Linked DNA regions of Triticum aestivum: regions 1 and 2 are each linked to region 3. Evidence: chromatin contacts called from public Hi-C data. All regions are on one chromosome and are shown on one strand. The core of a region is the stretch at or near the end of the contact, and the rest is flanking DNA. Distances in the headings are between cores, read along the strand shown.

Region 1 (4,430 bases), core at 311-2,810, 220 kb after region 3:
ACCACTTGGACATAGAAGGTAGGAGGGCGTTGTGGGAGCTGCAATGGTTGAGGGATCCTAAGTCGTCCACTAAATAGAGTCATAGCTACCGTTACCTGTAACTGTCGTAGTAGAGGCTCATTATACTAGTAACTGACCTATTCAGTGTCATTAAATGCCCAAACGACATGGAGGACGTGGGCTGCAGCGCACTCTATATAAGCCGCACCCCCCTCCATGGCCGGGCACGAGCAATCTTCGTAACCATACCCATCAAATCAAAGCAAGCCCCAGGGCACGAGACGTAGGGCTTTTACCTCCGCCGAGAGGGGCCTGAACTCGTTAAACACCGAGCGTTACACCTGCGTTGTAGCTAGGTTATGCCCCTTATTCGTACCCCTAGTACTCATTGTCAGGATCGTAACCCCGACAAGTGCCGCGTGTCCTGACCGGAGCCCTGCCGTCGTGCGTCCCAACCACCGTCATTTGGGAGACGCCATAAAGCACACCCGAAGTCGTGCCACCTGGAAGTCACCGCCTCCCTGGAAGAAGAGTCCGCCGATGGCCTAGGCCACTCTGTCGTTTGAGCGACACCATGCCTCGCTGGACTGACATATCCCAACGCCCCACATGAAAGAGGAATTCCTGCCACCGCGAATCACCGATGAACTTTGCTCAGGCAAAGTTTGCCGGCGCCGGCAGGAGGGGGCGGCGGCGGTGCTGCCCGGGTGCTCGCCTGAGCCGCCTCCTGCACACAACACATGGGCTTGATCCGGGTTGTTTCGGGAGCAACAATCGGACTTTCTACCCATCCAATTTCATTCCTATTCAGATTAGAAGTGTGTCTTGCCAATGTATGGTGTGCGTTTCAAACAAACGAATTATGTAGTTCCATATGGCGTTACTTTTTTTTTTGGCGGGCACCATAGGGCACTACTAATATCTAGAAACTTTGTGGGACGCCGGGGTGACTTATTCCTGTCCGCTAATTAGACCCACCTGACACACACCAAGATTTTGCACGACGTGTCCCGCTCACATCTTCTTGTCACATTGATTGGATTTGGCTTGACCTCACGTGTTTCTCGCCAAACCACTATTATTGTTTTTAACAAACCCTAGCTACACGCTACTGTTTAGCTGCATGTATAAAGCGCGGCCTTTTATGGTTGGAAAACAGGCGCAAAATCAGTAGGAGCAACACAGGCATCACACGAACAGTACGCAGCGCCAGCATAAATTGAGGTCATGCCATGCAGCGAGCAAAGAAAAATAAATATATCATGAAATAAGTACTTATATTTTAAAGAAAATAAAAACAATATATGTCTAACTAATTCCCGGGAAAAAAAGTCTAACTAAAACATGAGCATTGCTATACACTGCAGTATGTACAACAGGTAGCCGTTAAATTGAGAGTGTGTCAGAGCAGAGAGGATGCTCTCTCAGACTAGTTAAACGAGATGAGAGTCATGCATTTTGCAGCATGCGGTAGGCATGTATGTGATGCCCGTTGCGTTGTGCACCGGGTCTTTATGGTTCTCACGCGTGCGACCTCTATATATATCGCCTCACCCCTCTCCGCTCGCACTTGACTTCTCTCTTCTTGCCGCCTCCTCCTCCTCCTCTTCTTCCCACCCACACAGACACAGGCTACGCAAGGTTTTTCCTCCCCTCTCAAGTCTCAACTACCCAACACGCTTCTCGCCGATTTCATTTCACGACATTTTCCTCCCGATCTTCATGCCAAAGCTTCTCGCCATCTCCATCTTGCCGTTTATTTTGGTCGTAGCCAAGCACTGAATCTTCAACACGCTTGCCGTTTATTTTGCAGAGCGGCGAGGGAGGAGAAGGAAGAGGAGCGGGGGATGGCGGGCTGCGGTGAAGCCAAGACATCATCGGTTTCCATGGATGAAGAGGTAAGCTCCCCATAGCCTCTGTGTATTGTCTGCCGGCGGAACACTGATGCATGATCGATGATTACAATTTTCAAGTTCTTCTGTCGGTAGTCTCCGACATCCCCGCGACTTGATTGCAATGGTTTCCTTGGCTGAGCCTTCTGAATTATGGGAGACTCGTAGAGTCGTAGTTGGTTAGTATAACTTGGTAGAGAGATGGGTGGAGTGAGTAATACGTTCAGATATTAGCTGTACATGAACGCCATTGATGCATAACAGAGAAAGCTTGGGAGTTCCAACTAACCCAACTTGGGGAAACAGGGCTTGCTTAGGAAGCTGTTCTCAGTCAGTATTACCCTGTGCCCTGTCCCTGTCCACCCTACCTTTCTCACACAAATATGCAGAGTAAGCTCGTCAATTATCTCTGTTCTCCCATGAGCGTGTCACTGGCCATGTCATTTCTCCTTTTTCTGTTTGATTGCCTGTAGTGCTTCGCTAGCCAGTAAATAAAATGTCTAACTTTTGTCAGTTCTCTGAAACTGAAGTGTTACAGTATTTGGGTGCATCTTAATTTGGAACTTGAGTACTAGAAGCGGTTTTAATCCGCAAAATTGCCGTTTTAACCATTCAGAGCAAGTTCCTAGAGAGCATTACCCAACGCGCTCGCGCACCTTAATGAAGAAGACGCTCTTATCCTCAGCACCTACTTAGCAAACCAGCAATGTCCTAATCTATTAAAGACGGATTCTGCACCATCGGTTACGTGCAGCCATGGCAGATTGCTCCTACTGACACCACGCGCACCAACATTTGCTAACGACGTACCGTACCTAGAAGCAACTAATGAAGGGCAGGAAGGCTAAACTCTACGCAGTCTGATGTCTGCGTGCGACTCAACAATCTATTGAGCGATCAAAAGGCTCCGAAGGAAACAAAGGTGATGTGCGTGTGCGTCCATGATGGCTGACGGGCTGCCGCTTGTCTGCGCACGCTGCTGCTGTCACACTTTCACTGGCCGCCACACTGGCACTGCCCAAGCAAGAATCTCTCACCTGACCCGCCCGCGTCACCTCTGCAGGCTGCAACCAGCTGCAGCCGCATGAGCTAGCAACGTACTACTAGTACAGCACGAACGAACAAACACCTGTGGTGTGGTACCTTCCCATGTCAGCAGCAGTTCACCACGGCGCCAAGAAGTCGACACGGCGGCAGCGAGCCCTCCGGTCTCAGGATCGATCGGAGTCGGAGCCTTGCGTCGCTTTCGTGGGCTTTGTTAGGGGATCGCCATCGCTAGATCGCTCACATGTTTTTAGTGCCTTCTCGTGGATCAGGGGCAACCACGTCGATCGCCATGATTTTGTTGCTGGTTTGGCTCCCTCGTGTCCAGTGGCCGCGAAAAGGGGGGTTCGTGAACGCTCCCGCTTTTGGCCAAATCTTTCGGCCGTCCGTCGGTTTCGGCGATCGGAAAGGCAGCCGAGCCGATTGATCCCCCTCTCGTCTAGGCTGGGATCGATATAGGCGAAGCGTCTTATTTAATACTGCATTGGTAGGGTCTTAAACTCAAGACCTCTTGGCTCTGATACCATATTAAATTCATGCATCAGCCAACTCATCCAAAAGTCCGAACTGATAGAGGAAGGTGGGCAATATATCTCAACAGGGATAATTGTCTGTCTGTGTAATGTACACTGAGCAGACGGATAAGCGTGCGTGCGTACATGCATGCATCTTTCTTCCGTCCGTCCAGGCCTGCAGGGAGCTTTGGAACCTGATCCCGTAGCTTTCTCCCTCGCGTTTGGCGGAGGCCCTGTCTCTGCTCCGTCTCGTATATTTATTTTCTTCTGATACTGATACAGTGTCTTGTTCTTCTTCAGGCGTGCGGCATAGAGAAGAAGTTTGGCGGGATGGCGCCCAAGAAGCCTCTCATATCAAAGGTAACAGCGCTAGCAGCCAGAAATAAGCACTGTCGAGCAGCGCATGAAATATCTATGGGTCTCTAGAAGAAGACGTTTCCTTGATTTGGTCTGGTTGCATGCTAATAATGCAGGACCATGAGCGTGCCTACTTCGACTCCGCAGATTGGGTCCTTGGCAAGGTCAGACAACATAACACAACAACTTATTCAGCCATGACATATCTTCATTCAGAACTGCATCTCACCATGCATGCTTAATCGATCTCCTGCCATTTTCTCCAGCAAGCTGCAAACAGCAGCTCAACGGCTGCGGTCGAATCGCTCAAGCCCAAGCTCAAGGTCAGTACAACAGCGGGAAGCTTCAGCCCAGCTAAACGATACTGTCAGTCAGGTCAACTGATGCTATTTTTTCCTGCTTGCTTCTTCAGAGAACTCCTCATCCCCAGCTTCCCCCTCGCAAGCCCACCTGTGCGTCTGGCTGAGACACAAGGTAAGAGGAGGAACCCTCAAAGTCGCAGGATTTTTCACACTGCAGATTCACCTACGTGACAGTTGTTGCTTCTTGTAGGGGGTCACACTGCAGCAGCAGCAGCCAGCAGGTGAAGAGCTCGTAGGGAGGAGAGGAGCGAGCTCGGATT
Region 2 (4,989 bases), core at 915-3,414, 220 kb before region 3:
CAAAAATATTGCAATGTGTATTAAAAAAATAGTCAGAAACATATTTTTGAACTATTAATCACGTATTAAAAAAAGGTGAAACTTGTTTAGAAAATTTCCTGATTTATACGTAAAATGTCCCAATATGTATGAACAATATAGACACATGTTGAAGAAAACAAAGAAAAGCGGTGAAAACTGTGTAAATGGAAGAAAGAAACACCTCAGAAATGAAGAAAACAAAAAACAGGAACAAAACCATGAAAACCCACGAGGAAACAAAGAAAAAAAAGAAGAAACGAAAAAACACCAAAGTAAACTACTAAAAACTAAAAAAAGGAAAATAATAATAAAACAAAATATAATAGAAATTAAAATAAAAAATATAAACGAAGAAATGAACTAAAGAAAAACCAAAGAAAAATGAGAGAAAGAAAAAACAAAAAAACAGATAGAAAACGGTGGAAAAACCCCAAAATCCCCCGTGAAGAAACAATAAAAATCCGGAAGAAAAACCAAAAAGAAACCCCCCAAAGTCTACACCTAACGGTCGAAACACGAATGAACGAAGCCCTGAGCGAACGTTGAACGGAATAAAAACCTAACAAAACGGGCTGGTCAAATAACGACGAAGGGAAGAACCTTCAGACGAGCCGTGCGTTCTTCTTGCTATAAGAGAGATATCAAAATCACTAATTGAGAAGTACTCCTTGCAAAGATCACTTCCACCTCCCGAGGTTGCGACAAGTGGCGTCGCAACCTGTGAGTTTTCCTTTTTTTCGTAGATCTGTTTATTCAAAATATTTTATCTCTTAAACCGTGTGTCCAAATCTTGAACTATTTTCACAATTGGATTCCTCGCATCGAGGTTTTTAAAACTAGAACCCATTTGATAGGCTTCGACGAGCTTTTTTCATGAAAATAATGGATGAAAAAGCCACAGCGAGAGCATTTTTTTCCTTTACGAGAGGCACGGCCGTACCTCTTCCGGAAAAAAACTTACTTTTTGGTTTTCGAGAGGTGCGGCCTCTTACAGAAGTAATAAAAACGATGGATAATTGAAAAGCCGTGCCTGTCACATTTTTTTTTTTGAATTTTTTTATCGAAAAGCAAAGAAAGACCGATGAAAAACCGAAAAGAAAAATATATTTTAAAATCCGAAAACACGTGCGAAAAATAAATAAAAAATAAAATCTGAAGAGAGCGTTTAGAGCGCGACACGTGACGGCGGTTGAGAGTATGGCGCCACCTCAAATCACCCTGGGTAGGCTTCCGTAGAAGCGCTCCTCGATTAGTTTTTTCTAGGCAATCTCCTCGATTAGTTGCTCTTGCGAGATATAGCTCTGGCGCAACATAGCCCGTTCCGACCGAGTCCTAGAACACACACACACATCCACGCGACGTGTCCCATGTCGTCCGAAAACCAGGTACACGGAGTGTCGACACTGGCGGCCTGCCGCAACTGAGGGCGTGTCGACAGCGGGCGATGTGCCGCCGATTCAACATATAAACGCTCCTAGCCTACCCGCCGTTCTACCGCAACCGCACGAGGTAAGCCTCAGGGACCGAACGATCTTTTTACTGTTTCTCTATTTTGGCTGCTGGCACCAGGTCAACCGTTGGTTTATTTTCACGTCAATAGTTGCTTCAGGAGTCGCTGATGAGTGGGGCTGATTACGTGTGGGGTCAAAGGAATAGAGTGATTTTCCTCCAGTTCTGCGTAAGGGAAGTATACAGCGACCAACGGTAAAAGGAAAAGCAACACAGCTTCCATCCTGTCCTCGTTCTCTTCCTCCTCTCCTTCCCACGCCGCCGATTCTCTTTAGGCGGTGTTTGGTTCTCTAGTCCTAGGATTTTTTTAGTCCCAACTAAAAAGTCCCTAGTCCCTAAAAAGTCCCTCCCTGTTTGTTTCCAAAGACTAAAAAGTCCCTAGTCCCTTCCTAGAGGTTATTAAATGACCATGTTGCCCCTAGTATATAGAAAAATAACAATCAAACAACACCATGGGGTGGCGGGCCAATGAGTGCATGGAGGGGCATTGTTGGAAAAGTCTCAAAAAGTTCCAAAAAGACTCTCCTTGAGAGTCTTCTTCATTTAGTCTCAAATGCCTAATTTAGTCCTAAAAAGTCCCTCCCGTTTGGTAAAAAAGTATTTAAGAGGGACTTTTTTAGTCCCTGCACAAAAAAGTCCTTGGAAACAAACACCCCTTACTCTCGCCCCCTCCTCGCCGCCCTCTCGCTCGCCGCCGCCAAGGCCTCCCGCGCCGCTCATCTCCACCTTCTCCAACGCGCTCTCTTGCTGGCCGTCGCATCTCCTCAGCCCATGGATTCAGACGCAACGCATCTGGGCCACCACCTCTCCTCTTTTCCTCCCAGATTCCGATCTGGAGCAGGAGAGATAGAGGCGGACACAAGCGCCGACGCTGGCACGGGATGATAGAGACGCCACCTCTCCTTACCTCGTCCCATATTTGGGTCGTCGAGCCGACGGGGATGAGGGAAGAGGCAGCCGCAGCAGGCGCAGTGCTGGCAAACGCGAGCAGCAGCCACAACAGGCGGCAGTGCTGGCGAATCGGATGTCCATGGTGCGTCAACCATGAAAGATGCAGAAGAAAAAATCATGTAAGTTCCTCTAATTTGCTTCCATAATTTTTCTCCCCTGGGTATATATATAAATACTGCACAAAAGTTATTTTCTTCACTTCTCGACCGAGTCTAATTTTGGGGAAAAGAGAGGGATTTGAGAGAAATAGGCAACATGAAGAGCTTTGTTTTGTTTCTTTGCATTTTCGATCGCATCTAATTTTGGAGAAAAGAGAGAGGAATTTGAGAGAGATAGACAATCTGAAGGGATGCTGTGGCTAGCTACATCATCCTTCTTTTAGTCACAAGGGATAATTTTTGTGGTATAATTTCTTTGCAGGTTGATAAAAGCACACACACCCACCAGGTTCAGGTTGCTGTGACTGTGAGTCATCATCCCAGGAGCAGGTTCAGCTTCTGTACATCCATTTTTTCGGCTACTTTGCATCTTTCAGATCTGCGATTACATATGATGGTATTTCCCTTCTGCCATACGATGGACTGCTACTTCTTCTCAGATGTGTCGGTTTCTGTAGCTCCATTGCTTCTTTTTCAGTTATATGATAGCTCAGGGATGCTCACCAATTGTTCCGTTAAAATGACAAAACCGACTGAACTTTATCTCTTATATGTGTTACTAAATACTAGAGGTGATTATTTTATTTCTAGGGATTACAATTTTATAAGTGTTATGCTTTTTTGACTTTGAGGTCCGAACTAATTAGTCTTTGAGATCTCAATGCTTCTATATAGATGCAATTAGTATTTGTGACAATGAGCATCTCCGAAGCTGCAGCCTATGCTAAAAGTAGTGCTATTCATTAGAACTAATGTACCCGTTGAGGGATATAGATTATCCATGGCGGAGCTGTGACGGCTCCAATTTGTCCCTTCCAGCACATGTGGTAGCGGAAGGAGTCGGGCGCCAAGGATGGAGGCGAAGGAGCGCGGACACCCAGCTATGGTGGTGCTGATGGATGAAGAAGATGGGGGCGAAGGGAAAAATAAAGTCCTTTGGGTGGTGAAGGCAGAAGATCGCTCGCATCCCCCATCCGTTTTATGTGCGTTCCTTGTGGGGAAATTGATTGCGGGGAGAAGGGAAGAAGATGGGAATCGTGAAGGGCTGGAAGACATACGCCATTGGCAGGCGGGCCTTCTCGTATGCCAGAAGAATAATGCATCTCGCATGAAAAAAAGACCGACTGGTTGCTGTTTGGAAACTGATTTGTGACGTTGCATCATGCTGACGTGGACAGCTTGCATGTTAAGATAAATCAGATAGTGGGGGTGAACTTCTTAGGTATATAGGATGTGTGACACTTATTTTGCAACAACAACATTTTACAATCTTACTAATCAGTATGACCCATATTCTGCTTCTTTTCTAAATATTTTTCAATATAATTTATATCTTTGGCGTTCAATGTTTCCTAGGTCAGGTAGTGAATCAGGATTTTTTTCCTTCTTTGGAAATACATCCTCCCTTTTCAATTTTATAATACCACCTCCACTATTTCATTTCTTATATGGTCGTATTTACAGTCTGTCCTTTTATGCTCGTGTTGTCTAAAAGGGAGTCTGATCTATCTTGTGTTATGTCTTCATTCTAAATCTTATTTTAGATAAGGAGACTTTCTTGGTTGAGCAGATGTCATGATTGTTGAAGCTTCCTTATTCCTGGGAACCTTTCACATGTTTGATGTGTACTTTTGTTGATTATTCTCCGATCGAGGCATAATGTTTTTTTATGAACGGGGAGGATGTATTCTAACAAACCAGGAACATGTGAGGTGTACTGCCGTACCAATTCATTTAACCAACAAGCCACGAAGCATTCGTCCACACGTGAGTGTGGCCCACTAGGCACAAGCGGTCGGCGCTCGACTGCCTGGCAGTACTGCTGTCAGATCAGGGGACGCCAGTCGAGGTAGAGGAAGACGACCACCGCTCCTGGTCCTCGAGGTCCGGGTCCGCGCTTTCCAAAGGAGCACGGTATTGTCCCCTGTGAGCTCATTCTTCTGTCTCCTATTCTGGCTTGATGGTGGATCTTCCTTGCGATTGCATGATGTGCCCGCACAACGCCCAGGGATTATTACACAGATACATCCCTGTCTCAGTTATTGATTTTGTTCTTTTCCCTAGGATGTAATTTCTTTTGCTGAGATAGATTAAGCTTGGGTGAAGGTGGCTGTTGTGTGCCCGTTGCCCAGTACTTCTTTGTTGTAATGCCTTACTCAAAGTGAAATTTATTTTCCTCTTGCCTATATTCAGAGGTTCTGCTTGATGATTCTCTAATCACTTTCTTTGATTTCCTTTTGTTGAGATCTGCTTCCAGTTTACTTCAATGTTACCAGACTTCAAATGTACTATCTAATAGACCATCATGTGTGTATATGATGCCTCCTTTTATCCTTAAAGGTATTGGGAG
Region 3 (4,981 bases), core at 871-3,370:
ATGAATTTTTTTGTGGCCGGGTGCAGATGAGCCTAGGCACCGAATCGCTGCACTCGGAATCAGTACTTACTCACTGTTGCCAAGTTGCACAGATACAAAATTGCATCCAACACACCCAAAAAATCCACCTGCTGGGTGGAGTATGTAGCAAGAATGGAGTATATCATCTCTCATCCGTTGATATTTCAGACTGTTCTAGGATGCATTTCTGGTAGCAAATGTGTTATGCAACTATGCAAACTTTAGTTTAGCCTTCTAATACTAACTAACATGAATATCATTTCCAAGAGTAAAAAAGAAACAAGATAAAACAACTGTGCAATACATTCATTCATCTGATGCTATGTGTCAAATTTGATTCTCAAGACCCATTCATTGTGCTTGTGCAGGTGAGCACAAAGGCTATATACACTGGTATTGCAAAACAAGGAGTGACACATTTCTGCGCTGCGCCGGTCGTCATGAACAATCTCATAAACGCTCCTGCAAGCGAGACCTTCCTGCCACTCCCCCGTGTGGTCAATGTCATGGTGGCCGGAGCCGCCCCGACACCATCGCTTCTTGCGGCGCTCTCTATCCGCGGTTTCCGTGTCACCCACACTTACGGCCTGTCTGAGACCTATGGCCCGTCGACGGTGTGCGCGTGGAAGCCCGAGTGGGACGACCTGCCGCTGGAGGAGCGCTCCCGTCTGCACTGCCGGCAGGGCATCAGGTACACCGCACTGGAAGGCCTGGACGTGGTTGATCCCAAGACAATGGTCCCCGTCCCGGCCGATGGCAAGTCCTACGGGGAGATCGTGATGAGGGGCAACGCCGTGATGAAGGGCTACCTGAAGAACCCCAAGGCGAACGCCGAGGCGTTCGCGCACGGCTGGTACCACTCCGGCGACCTCGGCGTGAAGCACCCCGACGGTTACGTCGAAGTCAAGGACCGGATGAAGGACATCATCATCTCCGGCGGGGAGAACATCAGCACCCTGGAGGTGGAGAAGGTGGTGTACATGCACCCGGCGGTCCTGGAGGCCTCGGTGGTCGCCAGGGCCGACGAGCGGTGGGGGGAGTCGCCCTGTGCCTTCGTTACCCTCAAGGAAGGGGCCGGTGGCTCCGACGAGGCGGCGCTGGCGAACGACATCATGAGGTTCTGCCGGGAAAGGATGCCGGCCTACTGGGTCCCCAAGTCGGTCGTCTTCGGGCCGTTGCCCAAGACGGCGACGGGGAAGATCAAGAAGCACGAGCTGAGGGCCAAGGCCAAGGAGCTTGGCCCTGTGAAGAAGAGCAGGATGTGAGCTCCAATGCTGAGATACACATACGTGTAGTGGACTGTGGACGATAGCGCCATCGTGAATAAAGGTTATGCTCTGGGTAAATTCCCAAGTGAAGGCTTGTCTTTATAAGAAATTCAAGCACTCGTTTTCTTTCAAGAAAATACGTACAAGAGGGAGATAGAACACGAACTCTGCTTCTGTGTTCCGCTGTGTTTTGTTGTTCAGATAAAGCCCTCATGGCTTACGCTGTGTAGCCTCTTCTAGTCTTGTGTGATAGTGCATAACCAAATGGAGGCGGTTGTTGTGGTCGCTTGAGCGTGCAGATCACCTTTTTGCCCTGACTTCGTCCCACCAAGCGCATCATTTTCTTAGAAACCGTATCGATTTGAATCATCGTGTGTTATGACTATCAATATTTTCTTAGCATCGTGGCTTGACAGAGTGGAAGCCTAAGTTTTTTTTTTTGACAATCGACACTGCTACTGACTGCAAAAAGGTTGCTGCAGAAGCTTCGATTTGTTTGGACGCGAATCGTTCGCCGCGGGCATCGTTGGAAACGACCGGGAAAACCTCCGGTCCGGCATCGTTGCCCTCAGTTTTTCTCGTCCTTGGTACCGAGGCAAGGATCGTGTGACCGGGAAAACCAATGGCCAGGTCCCGGCAACGACAGACGCGAGCTTCATTTCGTGCACGTCCAATCCAAGACCTTTCCCGCTACTGTACAAGCGCGGCGCATGGAGACTGCCCCGCTACGGTACAGAGCGGCGAATGCGCCAGTCGACGTCGCAGGATCTCCCCGCTCGCAACGGGACCATACATTACACCGGAACCGGACGGACGGGCGTCGCCGATAAACTAACAACGGAACGCCACCCACCCACCCCGGCCGGCTGCCGCGCCACGAGCCGTGGCGGCGGATCCCCACCACCCGCTCCTCACCCCCCTCTCCACGATCGCCCCACCGGCATCGGCATGGCATATATAACGCAAGCCAAGCCGGGCGCAGCGCCCCCATTTGATCGGCGATACCGTGCCAAGTCAAAGTCACACGAGCGACCCACTCAGGGGAGAGAGAGAGGCGGGGGCAGCCGGCCGCGGCGTTGGGGAGAAATGGCGGCGGAGAGGGACGTCGACGACCTGCCGCGGAACGCGGCCAACTACACGGCGCTCACGCCGCTCTGGTTCCTCGAGCGCGCCGCGCTGGCGCACCCGGCCCGCGCGTCCCTCGTGCACGGCGCCCTGCGCTACACCTGGGCCGACACCTACCGCCGCTGCCGCCGCCTCGCCTCCGCCCTCGCCCGCCGCTCCGTCGCCCACGGGAGCACGGTACGGGATGCCATCTCCCTTCTCCTCCATTTCTCCCCTCTCCCCCCTTCCTCTAGGTGTGCCTCTGGTCCGGTGTGTTCTGAGGGAACTGTGCCATAGGCCGTACCTCCCTAGACTTGCACGCTCGTGTCCTATCAACTTCACACATCAGGTCCTACGAACTTGTATACGTGTGTCAGTAGAGACGCGAAGTTATTTTGATTGTCAAACAATGATCCTGTGACACTTTAACCCTACAGAATCCAAAGTTTGACCATGTGGTTGCTTAGTAAGATCGATCAAATATTGCAATTTTTTCACCAAATATTCGAATTACATATAACAGTTCCCCGTTGATTTCACTCGTAAGCACATGATAAAATTCAGTTGGTATTTAGCTCAAGTGTCGTACCATATCTGCTTACAAATAATAGACTGAAATGTGTAGATTCAAGTTCGCACAAGTGTAAGGACCTGGCTATACCGCACTCTATTCGAAAAAACAAAACATAGAAACTTTCCATTTGGTCATTCAACTTGCCCTGAGAGGTAAAACGTTATTTTCTGACTGTGTCAGTAGAGACCCGAAACAGTTTTGATTATCAACCAGTGACCCTATGACACTTTAATCCTATTGAACCCAATGTTTGACCATGTAGTTGCTTAATCAGATTGACCAGATCTTGTAAAACTTTCAGCAAATGTTTGAATTCCATATAACAGTTCCTCGTTGATTTCAATTTTGAGCGCATGGTAAATTTCAATTGGGATTTAGCTCAGGTGTCATACCATCTCTACTTACAAATAATCGACTGAAATGTTTAGATTCAAGTTCACACAAGTGTAAGGACCTGGCTATACGCATTCTATCCGGACAAAAAACATAGAAACTTTCCATTCAATCATTCAAAGTTCAAACTTGTCTTGAGCGGTAAAATGTTATTTACGGAGAGTCAGGAATAGATAGCATCTCGTTATTCACTTACGCTACCTTCAAAATTTTATTCCAAAAAACATAACATAGAAACTTTCCATTTGATCATTCAAACTTGCCTTGAGCGGTAAAACGTTATTTTCGGAGAGTCAGAAATATATATATTCTCGTTATTCCCTTATGCTACCTTCAAAAGGTTATATACGTAGCTATTTGTGGTCATAAATGAGCTTTCAGCTCCTGGATTTCTTGTAACAGATATGAGGTCCCATCATTTGATAGACTATTAATAGATGGGTGGGTGAATGTTGCGCTTCTTCAGCCCTCAACTTCTCGTATGATAGGAAGGCATGTTAAAAGCTTCTCCTTTCAACACACATGTCTTGTGCATTTCAATTAAACAAACACATGCTGAGATTTGATGGTTCACATGAATACAGAAATGGAGTGGCATACTTCTCAAAATGAAGTTGTAAAGGATATTGTTTCACGTATTGCTGTATCCACATGCTGTTATCGTTTCTATTGAATGAATGGCATACAGCAGCCAGTTCATCCAAAAGTCCGAACTGATGGAGAAGGGTGGACAATGTATTTCAACATTTCCATGTTTCTGTACAACCAGTTTGTTTCAAGTTTGCACCATCCCAGGCTTGGGCTAGTGAGCAGAGAGGTTGGTTACAAATTTCAAACAGAGGCCAATATTTAACTTTAAGGGAACAATCCCCCAGCCATGTGCCATGCCAGAAGCTAACACTTTTCCCATTCCCCACATTCCATTTGTAAAATGTGTTAGAGGCACTTAAAGCCCAGGTAATGCCTTTCCAGAATGGAGATCCAACCCCATTTCTAGGCCAATACATTAGGGTTTTCTGTGTTGTACTAATGATCAATCAGAATTCTCCAATTCCTCCCCTCACTGTCAAAATATCTTTTCCGGCAAGAGGCTAGAAGAGCCATATTAAAATCTCTAATATTTGGAACACCCAGTTCACCAAAATCATTCCTTCTGGACACCAATTCCCAGTTGGCAAGGTGATATCTATGATTATCACCTATATTCCCCCCCAAAGAAGTGGGCCATCTGGTAGTTGATTACATTTATCGCCCATTTTGGAAATTTAATAATTGCCATTAGGTATGCAGGGATGCTCACAATGCAGGCACATAGTAAAATTAATTTGCCCCTGTAGGACAGAGTCCTACCATCCAGCCAGAGATGTTTCTAATTATCCTATCAATAATAGGTTGTAGATCTTCTCTACGCAATTTATCATAGTGCAGTGGAACACCCAAGTATTTGATGGGAAAAGACCCCAATTAGCAACAGAAATTTTGAGCAAAAGATTTACAACCTATTACTCCCATCACTCTATTCATCTTGTCGACACCAAAACTTGTGTTTTCAAAGTTCAAACATTCAATAGATTTGCATTATACAGAAGATTAACTGCAGAAATCACCTTGAAGACAGTAA

Evidence for each region. Hi-C and Micro-C count contacts between places; a contact is called where the count stands out from the background.
Region 1: a Hi-C map of leaf shows a contact between it and region 3, with 4 times the contacts expected there. The contact joins the promoter of LOC123097695 here to the promoter of LOC123097693 in region 3. A contact is called at or near these places in 2 of 5 Hi-C or Micro-C datasets (both in leaf).
Region 2: a contact with region 3 is called in a Hi-C map of leaf, with 4 times the contacts expected there. The contact joins the promoter of LOC123097689 here to the promoter of LOC123097693 in region 3. A contact is called at or near these places in 2 of 5 Hi-C or Micro-C datasets (both in leaf) and 1 of 1 datasets of contacts at active chromatin or transcription factors (leaf).

What each region holds. Positions count from the first base shown.
Region 1 is chr4D:324,586,973-324,591,402 of IWGSC CS RefSeq v2.1, forward strand. It overlaps LOC123097695, which reads left to right and starts at 1,561. Exons shown (of 7, transcript XM_044519508.1): 1 at 1,561-1,641; 2 at 1,814-1,898; 3 at 3,752-3,811; 4 at 3,925-3,972; 5 at 4,075-4,131; 6 at 4,221-4,282; 7 at 4,361-4,430. The coding sequence starts at 1,848. The coding sequence ends at 4,274.
Region 2 is chr4D:324,146,745-324,151,733 of IWGSC CS RefSeq v2.1, forward strand. LOC123097689 reads left to right here and starts at 2,165. Exons shown (of 5, transcript XR_006447412.1): 1 at 2,165-2,600; 2 at 2,902-2,969; 3 at 3,459-4,565.
Region 3 is chr4D:324,367,252-324,372,232 of IWGSC CS RefSeq v2.1, forward strand. LOC123097693 (acetate--CoA ligase CCL3) reads left to right here and starts at 2,121. Exons shown (of 3, transcript XM_044519506.1): 1 at 2,121-2,591. The coding sequence starts at 2,238. LOC123097694 (acetate--CoA ligase CCL3) reads left to right here. Exons shown (of 3, transcript XM_044519507.1): 3 at 390-1,574. The coding sequence ends at 1,286.